2 separate regions of the Zea mays genome follow, and region 1 is linked to region 2. The links are chromatin contacts, called in public Hi-C maps. All regions are on one chromosome and are shown on one strand. Each heading gives the region's core, a stretch centred on a gene start, on an enhancer-like site or on the middle of the called end of the contact. The rest is flanking DNA. Distances are from core to core; before and after follow the strand shown. Region 1 holds the start of LOC103642120 (protein TSS). Region 2 holds the start of LOC103642116.

Region 1 (6,737 bases), core at 912-3,411, 150 kb before region 2:
CTGTGTCGCTGCGCACCTTTGACTGACTGACGGGAAGAGATGGGGGTGATCGCGCGCGCGAGAGCCGTCCGTCCAAGTGACCACTGAGAGCGACCGCTCGCAGCCTCGCACACGCACACGACGCACCCAACGCCGCGATGGAGCCGTGGACCGCTGGCGCTGGGTTTGGAACGCCATGCGCGTCGCATCCGCCTCCCACCCTCCCTAGTCCCTCCCTCCGGCCTCCGGGCGATCAATGGCGCCGTGCATAGGGTACGTACGGTGGTGGTGGGCCATCTGCTCTGATCGGCCGGTAGCAAACCATGTTCTACCATTACGCGGTCGAACGTGCTACCGCTGTACCACTACTGGGGCCAACTGCCTTGCGTGGCCTGTACTGTACTGTACTACGAACGCAGCATAACAGAGTAACAGACCAACAGAGGGCGCGCTGTACGTGTACTTGCCTGGACGACGGCAGCCAGGTACGTACGTCCTCTCGTGTACTGGGTGGGAGGGACCTGGCTCTACGATACCCAACTCGATTGTGCTACCAATTCACCACCACCCACCCACACCCACTCACCTTCGACGATCCGGAGAGCGCAGGGCTTGAGCGCCACGACCTCCACGCCGTCCTCCAGCCGGTGCCCGCGCGCCTGCAATGCAATTGCAACACGACCATACCGCGCAGCCAGAGAATTAGCCGTGCCTGCTGCTAGTACTGTAGGCAGTTGAGGGAACGAGAGTGCGAGAGGCGAGCATTATTACCACATGGGAGAGTGAATAGTTTGTCAGGTGGCACGTTTCCACGTTCGACCCCAGCAGCCTCCGCACGTCCAGCACACGGTCCGTCGATATCCCCTGCACAATCAATCAGTGCGCAGCAGCACAGCACAGTCACTCGTCTCTCTGATCAATCAGCTAGCGTTAACGCGCTCAATCAAGTGTGGGAGAAGAAGGATTAGGAAGGAATGCAACTGATGATACGGTGATGGCGCACAACACAACACATACCTTGAGTGTCACCTGGGATTCGTAGGGGGTGACGACCGTGACGTCCACCACGCTGGGCACCACTGCATGCAAAGGACAAGAAGCAAACCAAAGTTCTCAGTATCAACTATCAACCAGTGTTCTATAGGTGAGCGAAACGTACAGCTTCTCCCAGTCCCTGAAACCAGGTACGGCAGCGCAATTCACTCCGCCCTTGCAAACCGCATGACCCAACCAGACTGCCGGTAGTAGTACTAGCTGCTTAATACTGCTACCCTTCTGCATCTACCTCCTAACTGAATTCTGAACACGGGAATGAACGGGGGGCGCTCGTGAAGGAGCGGCCAAGGACAAGGAGTAGTAATAACCATGGATTGGGTGGCAACAACGCCAGCCAGGCTCGCTCCAAGGGGAAAGAGACAGGATCCTTCATCAGAGACGGACGAAATCCGCTGCTTGCAGTGATCGGTAGTAGCTAGGGAGGAAGGCAGCGTGTATAAAGAAACGAAGAACCTTCTTCTTTTCTTTTTTCCCCTTTCCATTCACATGCTAATTAAAAGCAGCCAAAACTACAATCATGCAAGTGCTACTGCGATCGGCAACACAGTGTCTGTCGTGTCCGTCCATCCATCCATGGTGTCAAGCAGAACAACAAGGGTTCTTCAGTCTTCACCATGCACGTACGTACGTGCGTGCATACAACGAGAAAGGAGGTGGAGACTGAGGAGGTAGTAGGTTGCGTAGGTGGTGCGCAGAACAACGCCCGTACCTTTCTCTTCCTTCTTCCTCCTGTCGCCGCCTCTGCCGCCGCCGCCCCTGCCCTTGCCACGCCCGGCCTTGGGGGCCATTATTGGCTGCCTGCCTAGCCGGTGCCTGCTGCCTCGCGCGCTCGACCAGCGACGGGCGGCCTTCGAGCGCGGCGCTGATGGAGCGCCGGAAGCCGCCGGCGCGAGGGTTTAAGCCGCCGCCGCAGTTCCCACCGCAGAGGAGAGGAGAGGAGAGGAGGAGGCGAGCGAGCGAGGAGAAGGAATGAGAACTTGAGGGGGCGCGCCGCGAGGGTGGAGACTGGAGAGGATATAGGATGTGAGGCTGGCCTGCGTGGGATCTCATCTCATCAGACCCACGGATTCCAGCGCCATCCTGGCCTCTCGTTCCGCCGCGCCGGTAGCGTCCGATGCGAGGCCCCACGTTGCCAGCCACCGCGACGGGGGAGGGGTGCTCGCATCGCATCGCAACCAGCGTGTGCGTACAATTACAAAACGCTGGGTAGCAGCAGCGGAAACGGAGACGGAAAGGAAAGAGGCAGGAGACGTGAGCGCGACAATGTCACGTCCGCGTCCAGGCGTGCGAGCACCGGGCCTGGGGGTTGCTCCGCTCGCGACGAACACGTACCAGTTGTCCTGTACTTGACGACAGCTCTCGCTCCGCGGCCGACTCGTGCACGTAAACGTGGCCGGGGGGCCGTGCAACTCGACGGACGGCCAGGACAAATTCAAGCGGGGCGGGCACGCCGGGCAGGGAGCCAGGCACAGGCACAGGCACAGCGCCACAGCTGTGTCCTGTGTGTTTGTGTGGCGGCGAGGAGGAGACGGTACGGTACGCGACACGGCCTCGAGGGGCCGGTGGCTGTCGCGAGCCTGGTGCGTGCACGCACGGCCAGCGGGCCAGGCCAGGCCGCTGGGGCCGTTTTAAGGCTACTTTGGCACTTTATACCCTAGATTGGATTTTAGTTTTTCTTCCGTGGCAGTAAACTCTAGTAAAAATTATCGTCTTGTTATGCATGTCTCATTGATATACAGAACGAGGCTACTTATAGTTAACTGGATGGGATATGTGGTTCCAAGTACCATTATAACCCGGTTATCTGCTACATTACAAAAATATTCGCCAAAACCGGATCATTACAGCGCGGCAAGGTACAATGATCTAAACATACCCTCAAAGACTACCCCTCAAAGGGCTTACAAGTGGGGCCTGGGCCACATCAGTCTGAGTCTGTTACAAGGAAACAAACTAATACTGTAAGGCGCTACTGTTGAGAGCCTTCGTATTTCGAAGATCCTAAAAAACGCTAATAATCATTGTTTCTCTATGCATCGCACATGTGCATGTGCTTCGTTATCAGTCACCTTCGAAATAAGCCAAGAAAAAAACGAAGGCATTGGCTTCGTCATAACTATACGGCGGACGAAGGCAGAAGACAAATAAGGCCGGAAGAATGTATTCACAAGATTCTTTAGCCAAGACGATAAAGATAGGAGACAATACCACCATTGTGTTATTTTTGTAAACCATATGTACAAGTTTTGTGGACATATTTTTAATTTCATGTGAAGTTGTACTTTTGCCATATAAATAGATGAACAATACCATATATAAAAACACCTTTAGCTGGGTGCAACAACTTCACATAGGTTCAATCTTCGAAACATCTTCATGCTATCTTACATCAAGAAGCCGGAGATATAATTGTATATCCTTTTTTTACCCGTCGTCATATATACAAGAGCAAGGGCGGATGCAAGGGGTGGGCAAGGTGGGCCATGGCTCCACCTCAAATTTTTTAACCCCTTATACCTAGGTCTAGGTACACAACAAAATAAAGAAACTTTTGTATATTTAACTTGGACAAATCTAATAAAAACTATATTTTGATCTATTTTTCTTTCGACATTTCACTGCTCAGTCCACTCTTCACCTGAGCCATTTGATTCTCTTCCCTAACGCAAGCTCACTCGATTCTTCGGTCATCGACTGACCATTAAGTTTTGCCTCCTATAGTCCGCATCAGCAGATGAGCAAGCTGTTGGTGGGATCGTGGTGTCACCTGTCTCTCGCTAACTCATTAGGATCTCTCCGCGCCGTCGCAACACGACAATGGCTGTCGCTTGGTGTCACCGTCATCTATCGCTGCCTCGCCTACTGCACTCGCTCCTCCCACCTATCGTTGTCTCACCAATGTCATCTCACGACAAATTTGATGACTCTCCAGAATGACGCGTCGATGCGGCTGCTTCGCCCTAGTGCCTCGTCCTTAGTCAGTCCACCTATTTTCTCTCTCTAGCTCTACTTTAGGTAGCCAACAAGTTTTTTTGTATTCATATCATTTTTGGAAATACCAGATATTATTATTTAGCATTCATGTTATTATTATTAATCTACATTTATGGTCTAGTCTGATAATTTGTCTCATGTACTGTCGGCCCCACCTAGAATTTTGTTCTGCGTCCGGCCACTGTACAAAGAGCGCCATTTGTTTTTTTGTTCGTTGAAATCGTCGTGGAATGCTAAGATAAAAATGGAATGCTAAGGCACTTGAGATATTTATCATATTTAACTTCAGTACATTTTTTGTACCCATCGTCATATTCTTGTGTAATCCAGTCAATTATATTATACTCTTAGTCCTTCAGAGGTTGTCCTAAAGAAAGAACACTTCAAGAACGAAGAATATTAATTTTTAATATTGTCTTGTTTTTTTATTGTATATAGTAATTAAAAACAAATGACCAAGAGACGGTTACTGTATGATTGTGCAGTGTCGATGTAGCGCGTTACTGTATGATTGTGGACCGTAATTTTGTCGCCAGCCAGCAAATGACCAAGAGATTGGGTTATTTTTAGACGGCAACGAGGAAGGAAGCGTCCAGCCGATGCCCTGCACGGTCTGTTCATGCGGCAGTAGTACCACAGTGATGGGTCACAGTCTCTCTCACAGACATGCATGGACGACGCATGGCGTGAGCTAATGTCGGGAATAATATGTGTCTGTGGCATTTGCGTCGTCAGCAATTTGCACGGCTCTTTATTTATCCGCGGAAGCAGGCCATGTTACTTCCAGTCCGTTATATATATTTTCAAAGCATCTCCAACACCTTCTAAAAATATCTGTATCAATGTATAAGAATTAGAAGCCCCCCAGCACCCTAAAACTTAAATTCATGGAAAAATTATCAATACTGCAATGACTCCTTTAAAAAACTAAAATGAACTTTATTATTGGGGCCCACTCGAATACGCATGAGAGCTACGTATCATTATATTAAAAAAAATAGTCAAGACCGAAACGGTCATTACAGAAAATCAAGCCTCGGGGGGCCAGATACAAGTATACACAAAGAGATCTATAATTCTAAACTATGATAAGATCAACTATATGCCCAAATCTTCCAGAGGCTTAGAAACACCGGCCAAACACAATAGACTATCATCATCCTTGATGTCTTGCAAGATTTATTGGGTGAAACACCATCAAAGACAGAAGCATTTTGGTGCTTCCGGATCCACCGGGCCACCAATCCTGGAAACCGGAGGAATCTGGGTCAGGACCTAAGGCCTGCAGGTCGACCATAGAGAGGACCCCCAAACCAAATTTCTGTGGCAAAGACACACTGGATCAGAATAGAATATGCTGTCGAACTGTCTTCTTGCTCCTGCCATCTATCTTTCGTACCTCTCTGACCCTGAGACGCCGATCTGAATCGCATCGGCTATCAGTCTCTCTTTTTTTAAAGAAAGAGTCGGGAGGGGCTAGGGCGCCCCATACTGTCTGCGTGCGCAAAAATCATACAAAAAAAGGGGGTAAAAGCCCTTAACTTTTTCTTTTGAAAGTTTAAAGGTATCAGCTTTTGCGACATGCTAGAAATAGAAGCTTGCGGATAGCCTCGGCAAGTAAAAAAAAAAGCAATAGATCCTGGAATAAACAAAGGAGGAGGAGAAGCTAGCAAGAGATCCTGCAGCTTTGTACTTTGCCCGTCCCGCTGTCCGGCTGCTCAGTAATGTATATAGTTTACCTCCCAGAAACACAATTTATTTTTCTAGTGCGGAGACGCGTGCCCGCCGCCGGTGCCCATTCCAGTTCCAGGGGCGACGCCAGGGAGGGAGGGGCAGAGAGGGCAATGGCCTTCTAATTCTCCCCTAAGATCCACTAATTTTGTTAGTTAATCACTATGAAAATACTCTTTAGTAAAGCCTCCCTCAATCTGATTGACTCAAACTCTGGCTTTGCCCGCTTCGTTTGGCGCGGGCCGCGGGCGGGTGGAGCAAAGCAAGCGAAGGGGTGCCTGCCGATGCCGATCCCTCGCGCGGCGCGGAGGCGGAGCCCTGGGCGTTTTTGTCCCGGTCGATGGCGTCAAAAGCTCCGAGCGAATCCAGCCGAAGAAGGAAACCCTGGGATGCTCGCGTGCCTGCGTCCAGCTCCAAATGTGAGAGAGAATCTTTCGCGCGCTCTGGGGAGTGGGGCCTTTGCCTGCTAGTGCTAGCTGCAGCCGCCACATGTCCGGAACTGATGGGATGGATTCGGGTTTGTTTGGTGCGACGAGGCACGCGTGCTGCGCTAAGGGATGGGACGAATTGCACGGCTGCTTTCTTTGCTGCAATGCAATTGCAAGCAATGGGGGTCTCAGAAAACAACGGATATTTAATTTTGTAGCCACTCTCTCAGATTGGCCAAATACCGCTGAAATCTCAAGCGACCGCCTCTCCGTTCCTCCCTTTCCTCACTGTAGTAGCACTTTGTACGCTGCTCGTGGAACTCAAGTGTGCATGCTGTTTTCCTCGGGGTCTCATGTCACGATCTAGCAGTTGTGGAAAGCAACCCCAGTCGCAGCATCACCACAATCTAATCTATCTAATACAGATACAGTTAAAACCACGGGCCGGCTGCGTACGACAGCAACACCACGGGGCATCTGCGCGCGTACGTACACGTTAAACCACGGCGACCTTGATGGGATTTGGAGACCCCCCGATCCATTTCCCAT
Region 2 (6,738 bases), core at 1,848-4,347:
AATTGGAACATAGAGCTTAACTTGAGAAACACGTGCCACCACAAGGGTTTATGGACGCCCTTGGCTGATTAATTAGGAAAGCTAGTGGAGGACTACCTTACCCGAAAGGGGCAAGGGCAGTAGGGGAGTGGTCAGTGTAGGGAGGCCCTCGGGAGGATTTTGCTGCGATGGCGGTCCTGCAAGGGATTCCTGCATTGGAGCTTCCCATAAACTGTAGCGGGTTTTCTGAAGCTAGTGGAACTTTGTAAAGGCCTCGTAGTGTTACCCTGCCTCGCCTCCTCGGTAGAGGTGTATGGGAAGTCGCGATCCCTTGGCAGATGGGTAACATGACTTGTGGGTAAAGGGTACCACCTCTGCAGAGTGTAAAACTGGTATACTAGCCGAGCTCACGGTCATGAGCAGCTCAGGACTCTCTGATGATTAAATTATGGAACTTAAATTCAATTTGTCATATGCATTGCATTGCAGGTGATGTTGTTACTTTGTTCTACTACTTAATTGGGTTGGTATTTACTTATACTTAGTAACTGCTAATAAAATTTTGACCAACTTTAAAAGCAATGCTCAGCTCTAACCATCCTCTTTGGTAAGCCTTACACTTCACGTATAAACATTGTTAGATTAATCATATAGCCACAGGAAACCTATTTAAAGACGTAAGCTTGTATAAATCTTGTGAGAACTTGCCTTGGTTCAAGTATAAATTCCACTCTGTTTGAGACGATGGAATATTTGTGGTACTGGAAAAATGGAAAATATAACATACTCACCAACTCCGAGGTTCTGTGCTCCCCCGGCCCCGCAGCAATCCAGCATAATATAATACTCTACTATATTCACGGGGGCAGTTTTGTTTCCCGGAGTATTTTATACGGAGTACGTTAAAAAGACAACATGAGGTTCTCTGATGGATGGGCGCGCACGGAAGAAAACCTATCCATCCTTATTGTTCCGCGTATGCCCGGCGCTGCGACTTGTCCCTTGCTCGCGAGTCGCGAGCGAGCGCGCGCTTCGCCTGCGATCCATCAGAAAGGCGCAGTCGGGGCAGGGCAGGGCAGGGCAATCATCAACATCTTCAGGTGGTTGCCAGCGTGGAGCCTATAAACAAAGGCCTCCGCCGGTCCGCCCCCTCCCCGGTCAGAGCTGAATCGAAGGCAATTTATACGCGCGCGCTCCGTCCGGCCGGTGCTTCCACCACCCTGCCATGCATGCATGCATTGACTGCACCTGGTCTGGTGACTACTGTAGATACACGTCCCAAGGCATAAATGCATTCATACATGTGCCCCCAGAGGGGAGTCAAGATGGACTGAAGACCCGATCGACAAGCTGTATCGGCCAGTAATAACCTCTGACCGTTTAACAGCGGTGACGCAGCATCCCAACTCTCGTACGTACAGTACAGTACAGGCGTCGGCCAGCATCATCATCACGCTCTGTGCAAGTCAGCGTGCGAGCCGTGGCCCGTACACTATACCAGTATTTTTAACCCCTACGGGACCGGCCTTGCGCGGTGGCCGGTGGTGTAGCGTACGCGAGGATGACGGTCGACAGGCAGGTAGGTTAGCAACGCCGTGCCGTCAGGTAACGTAATGGTGGCGCGCGCGAGCAACGAGTTCCCTGTGTGGGCACCGCACCGCACGGCACGCGGCGCCTCCGGACGGTCCGCCTCGCTGTCCCGCCCGGGCTGCCGGCCCCCGCGCCGACCGCGTCGCCATCGCAGGAGTGGGCCGCGGCTCGGCGGGCGCGCGACAGCAACGTGCCATCCCAGTTCGTCCGCCCGCACGGTGGTGTCCCACAACTAATAACCTAGCAAACGCAACGCACGTATTATACGGCCGGGGACGTACGGGGGCCGCCTAATTACTCGAGCGCGCGCACACACAGCCGCATGTGGCAGATCATCCCCTGTCGATCGCCGGCCGGCAGCCTCACCAACCCGTCATCCCCTGGTCTGATCGGAAGCTTTGTTGGCTACTAATGACAAAGTAATGAGCGGAGCGGATCACTACAAAAGCTAGCAAACAAATAAAAGAAGCAAACTGGAAGCAGTAGCGAGAGGCAGGCATGTTACTGCAATTGCGTCGGTCCGCGGGGCGCGCGGGGGACACTGGACGGAGATGGAACGAAGCTTTTGTACCAGTATATAGAAGTCGTCACAAAATCCTGCGATCGATGCTGTCCGGTATCGATGGGTCACTAGCTATAGATGACTGTACGCGCGCGATATTCTACTCAGGATCAGCTAGAGCAGGACTGACCGGGTCGAGCACTCGCTCGCTAGCTACTACGACGGCTAATATATAGCAACTAACCTAATGAACAAACAAACAAGGAAAGCTAATAGGCCAGTCGATCGCAGGCACCACTGCACCACCAGCTTCATAGGCCTGTGTAGACCTAGCTACTAGCTAGCTCTAGCTCAGCTAGTACGTACTTGTGCTGCGTGCACCACTCACGTGCGCCACCACCAAGCCCGGCCGGCCTTCAGTTGTGGATGGGAGGCTTTCGCGCGGCGGGCGAGTAGTCCATGCCGGCGATGTCCATGATGTCCGGGTACGTCTGCCGCTGCCGGGCCGCCACGCCCGGCGCCGCCGGGGAAGAAGAAGAATAAGAAGCCGCGGGCGCCGCCTCCGCTTCGTGACGCCGCACTTGCTGCGTGGCGGCCTCGCCGCCCACCGTTGTGCCGCGGTGATCGTTTCCCGTCGAGTCGCCCTGCGCATATATAAGTACATCGATACCCAAGAAGTAATTACTAAGTTGGTAGCTCCAGTGTAGAGTAATAAACACGCGTGGAAGTTGCCATGCACGAGTGACACACTCTGAGAATGTTCAGATGGCGGCGGCTGAAAACGCACACTGACCTGCTGCTGCTTCGCTTCCGCTGCTGCTTCAGCGTGCGCCAGTGCCTTTTCCGCCTTCGTTCCTGCATCAAAAGGCATCAAATAAACCACCTGTTAGATTAAAAAGTCGATGTACCTGTACTGTACTGATGCGAAGCTAAGGTAAAACAAAAAAAGAAAAGCTTCCCTAGCGTATCCCAACTTGATGCAACTGACTAATGCACACGGGACCACCAAACCGTTGCCGACCACTGACACGCTGATTTTTTTTTCTTCTACGTCTTGGCAGTGCCGACCTCTATGCTGGTATAGTGCCAGTGGTACCGTTACATAAAACATACTCCCTCCGTTTCTTTTTATTTGTCGCTGGATAGTGCAAAATTACACTATCCAGCGACAAATAAAAAGAAATGGAGGGAGTACTATCCGCCTCGCTGTCCCGCCCGGGCTGCCGGCCCCCGCGCCGACCGCGTCGCCATCGCAGGAGTGGGCCGCGGCTCGGCGGGCGCGCGACAGCTACGTGCCATCCCAGTTCGTATTATACGGCCGGGGACGTACGGGGGCCGCCTAATTACTCGAGCCGAGCGCGCGCACACACAGCCGCATGTGGCAGATCATTCCCTGTCGATCGCCGGCCGGCAGCCTCACCAACCCGGTCATCCCCTGGTCTGATCTGAGGCTCTGGCTACTTCCGACGAAGTAATGAGCGGAGCGGATCACTACAAAAGCTAGCAAACAAATAAAAGAACCAAAGTGGAAGCAGCAGTGATCAGAGGCAGGACGGCATGTTACTGCAGTTGCGTCGGTCCGCGGGGCGCGCGGGGGACACTGGACGGAGATGGAAAACACGCCAAGGGAAGCTTTTGTACTACCAGTATATAGAAGTCGTCACAAAATCCTGCGATCGATGCTGTCCGGTATCGATGGGTCACTAGCTATAGATGACTGTACGCGCGCGCTATTCTATTCAGGATCAGCTAGCAGGACTGACCGGGTCGAGCACTCGCTCGCTAGCTACCTGCTACTACGACAGCTAGCTAATAGCAACTAACCTAATGAACAAACAAACAAGGAAAGCTAATAGGCCAGTCCAGTCGATCGCAAGCACCACCAGCTTCATAGGCCTGTATAGAGCTAGCTACTAGCTCTAGCTCTAGCTAGTACTTGTGCTGCGTGCACCACTCACGTGCGCCACCACCAAGCCCGGCCGGCCTTCAGTTGTGGATGGGAGGCTTTCGCGCGGCGGGCGAGTAGTCCATGCCGGCGATGTCCATGATGTCCGGGTACGTCTGCCGCTGCCGGGCCGCCACGCCCGGCGCCTCCGGGGAAGAAGACGAATAAGAATCCGTGGGCGCCGCCGCCGCCTCCTCTTCGTGACGCCGCCCTTGCTGCGTGGCGGCCTCGCCGCCCACCGTTGTGCCGCGGTGATCGTTTCCCGTCGAGTCGCCCTGCGCATATATATAAGTACATTGATACCCAAGAAGTAATTAAGTTGGTAGCTCCAGTGTAGAGTAATAAACACGCGTGGAAGTTGCCATGCACGAGTGACACACTCTGAGAATGTTCAGATGGCGGCGGCGGCGGCGGCTGAAACTAAGTCCATGTTTGGTTTCAATTAGTCCTAGGACTAAACTTTAGTCTTAGGGTTAAACTTTAGTCCCTACATATTTGGTTCTAGAGACTAAATAGATTCTAAAGTCATTAAATACATTGTCAAAAACTCAAATACCCTTAGAATATACTCATAATATTAGTTATCTATAAAAAAGGTAAGAGCAACATGATAATTATGGGTTTTTAGTCTCTTTTAGCACCTATGTGAAGGACTAAAAACTAAATCATTTTAGTCCATATTTTAGTCTTAGTGTTTGGTAAAAAAGGGACTAAATGAGACTAAAAATTAGAGACTAATCTTTAGTCCCTCCAACCAAACGCCCCCTAAACCTAGCTACCCCGAAAACGCACACTGACCTGCTGCTGCTTCGCTTCCGCTGCTGCTTCAGCGTGCGCCAGTGCCTTTTCCGCCTTCGTTCCTGCATCAAAAGGCATCAAATAAACCACCTGTTAGATTAAAAAGTCGATGTACCTGTACTGTACTGATGCGAAGCTAACGTAAAACAAAAAAAAAGAAAAGCTTCCCTAGCGTATCCCAACTTGATGCAACTGACTAATGCACACGGGACCACCAAACCGTTGCCGACCACTGACACGCTGATTTTTTTTTTCTTCTACGTCTTGGCAGTGCCGACCTCTATGCTGGTACAGTGCCAGTGGTACCGTTACATAAAACATACTAGTCTCGCTCGCACGCGAACAAATGCATGCATCCACATAGAGAACATGGAGAAAAAGCAGTTGGAGCAGGAAAGACCGAAGCTGTGTGCAGAGCTAAAATGTGCTTAAATCGACTAGACTACAACTATAACAGAGATATTGTGACACGGTGCGGAACAGAACAATGCTAAGCATGAAGACAGAGAGAGACACGGAGAACAACAGCTACGGGTAGCCAAAGCTAATTGATCGGATGAAGAAAAAGGGTAGAGGCTGACGAGAAATGGTTTGCTCGGACAGCTCGACGATGATCCAGTGGTGCATGATTAGCCTCACTCATGTCCACTCGGCCCATATATAGTAATCCTCATGGTCATGGAACCTCGGCGCCGCGTGCGCACTGACCAATGACCATCACCTCGCTATCACTGGTAACAACGACAGGACTAAGCCGGGGGTCGTCATCTGCTTCGTCGTACCTGAGCAACGCCCGTCGCGAGTGCAGTGCTCCTTCACCGAGTCGCCAGCAGCAATGGACGACGCTTCGGCATCGCCGGTCCTCCTGGGATCGGCCATCTCCTGCTCATTGGCACGCGGAGAGAAGACAGCAGACTAGAATAATAAGCAAGACTGAAATCTGGTTTGATTCCACGCTGTGTAGGGATCGTAGAAGCGCTTCTTGTTGGATTGGATCACAGTCGTATAGCTCGTTATATATATACTGTACTGACCTTGCTGCTGTTGATTGCATCATGTAACTGCCTGTCCAGCCTGATTCCTGCTCGATCGGAGAATGAAACAGGGAGGAATATACATGGTCAGATCAGTCCCAGGACGGATACACATACTGATACACCTAACAAGGAGCACTAGTAGTGGTGGAGGAGATGGCTATGCCCTTAGCAAGCATACCATGTGCTCTTGTAGCCACCACCAGCAGCATGAGAAGAGCAGCAAAGGCCACGGCAGGAGCCCTCATCTTCATCGATCTCCTGCTGAATGTGTTTTTTTTTAAAGTATTGTCCTCCTGCCTAATGTGAAGTAGCTGGATCGAGCAGGAGTATGGAATGGGAGGAAGCAAAGCGGCAAGCAGGCTGAGGCCAAGTGACCTCAGTCGCCTGTATTTATATACAGGCACTGACACACTGGCAGTGGTGGAGCACTGACATGTCAAACTCTCCCTAATTAAGGGCAGCTTAAAAAAACAATCTAGGAAGTAGGAAGGCTGGAGCGTGGACAACTCTTAAAATCCAGCGATGTAGCGTGGCGGTATATTGTGAGTTTTGGTTGGGCGCCTATCACACTTTTTAAAGAAGGATATGTCCCCTCCGATCCAAAACTCGGCGCTTGTTTCGTTAGTTTTTATACAACTCACTCTGCTTGTCGTGATGCATGTCATGTATAAAACTACTCCTACCATGGAGCACTGCCCAGGTTGGTTGCCACTGATTGCAGCTACAAACTCAACTGCAGGAGCTGAGTCTTTGCAGCTTTGATGTACCTGTGACTACTGCACAGAAGCCCAAACTCCCCTGGTCTAGCTTCTGATTCCTGAATCTTTCTTTAGCAGAAGACGAGGTCAGATGATGGTCCCTGCTGCTTGAAAGTACAGTTGGATTCA

The links. A called contact is a pair of places that touch in the nucleus more often than the background predicts.
Region 1: a Hi-C map of leaf shows a contact between it and region 2, with 4 times the contacts expected there. The contact joins the promoter of LOC103642120 here to the promoter of LOC103642116 in region 2. A contact is called at or near these places in 2 of 25 Hi-C or Micro-C datasets (leaf and tassel).

What each region holds. Positions count from the first base shown.
Region 1 is chr10:147,333,606-147,340,342 of Zm-B73-REFERENCE-NAM-5.0, reverse strand. It overlaps LOC103642120 (protein TSS), which reads right to left and starts at 2,161. Exons shown (of 23, transcript XM_008665434.3): 1 at 1,745-2,161; 2 at 997-1,058; 3 at 751-843; 4 at 566-638. The coding sequence starts at 1,823.
Region 2 is chr10:147,187,534-147,194,271 of Zm-B73-REFERENCE-NAM-5.0, reverse strand. LOC103642116 reads right to left here and starts at 3,097. Exons shown (of 2, transcript XM_008665430.3): 1 at 2,865-3,097; 2 at 2,118-2,715. The coding sequence starts at 2,942. The coding sequence ends at 2,488. It overlaps LOC103642115, which reads right to left and starts at 6,312. Exons shown (of 5, transcript XM_008665428.3): 1 at 6,030-6,312; 2 at 5,849-5,895; 3 at 5,597-5,696; 4 at 4,815-4,876; 5 at 3,683-4,291. The coding sequence starts at 6,102. The coding sequence ends at 4,058.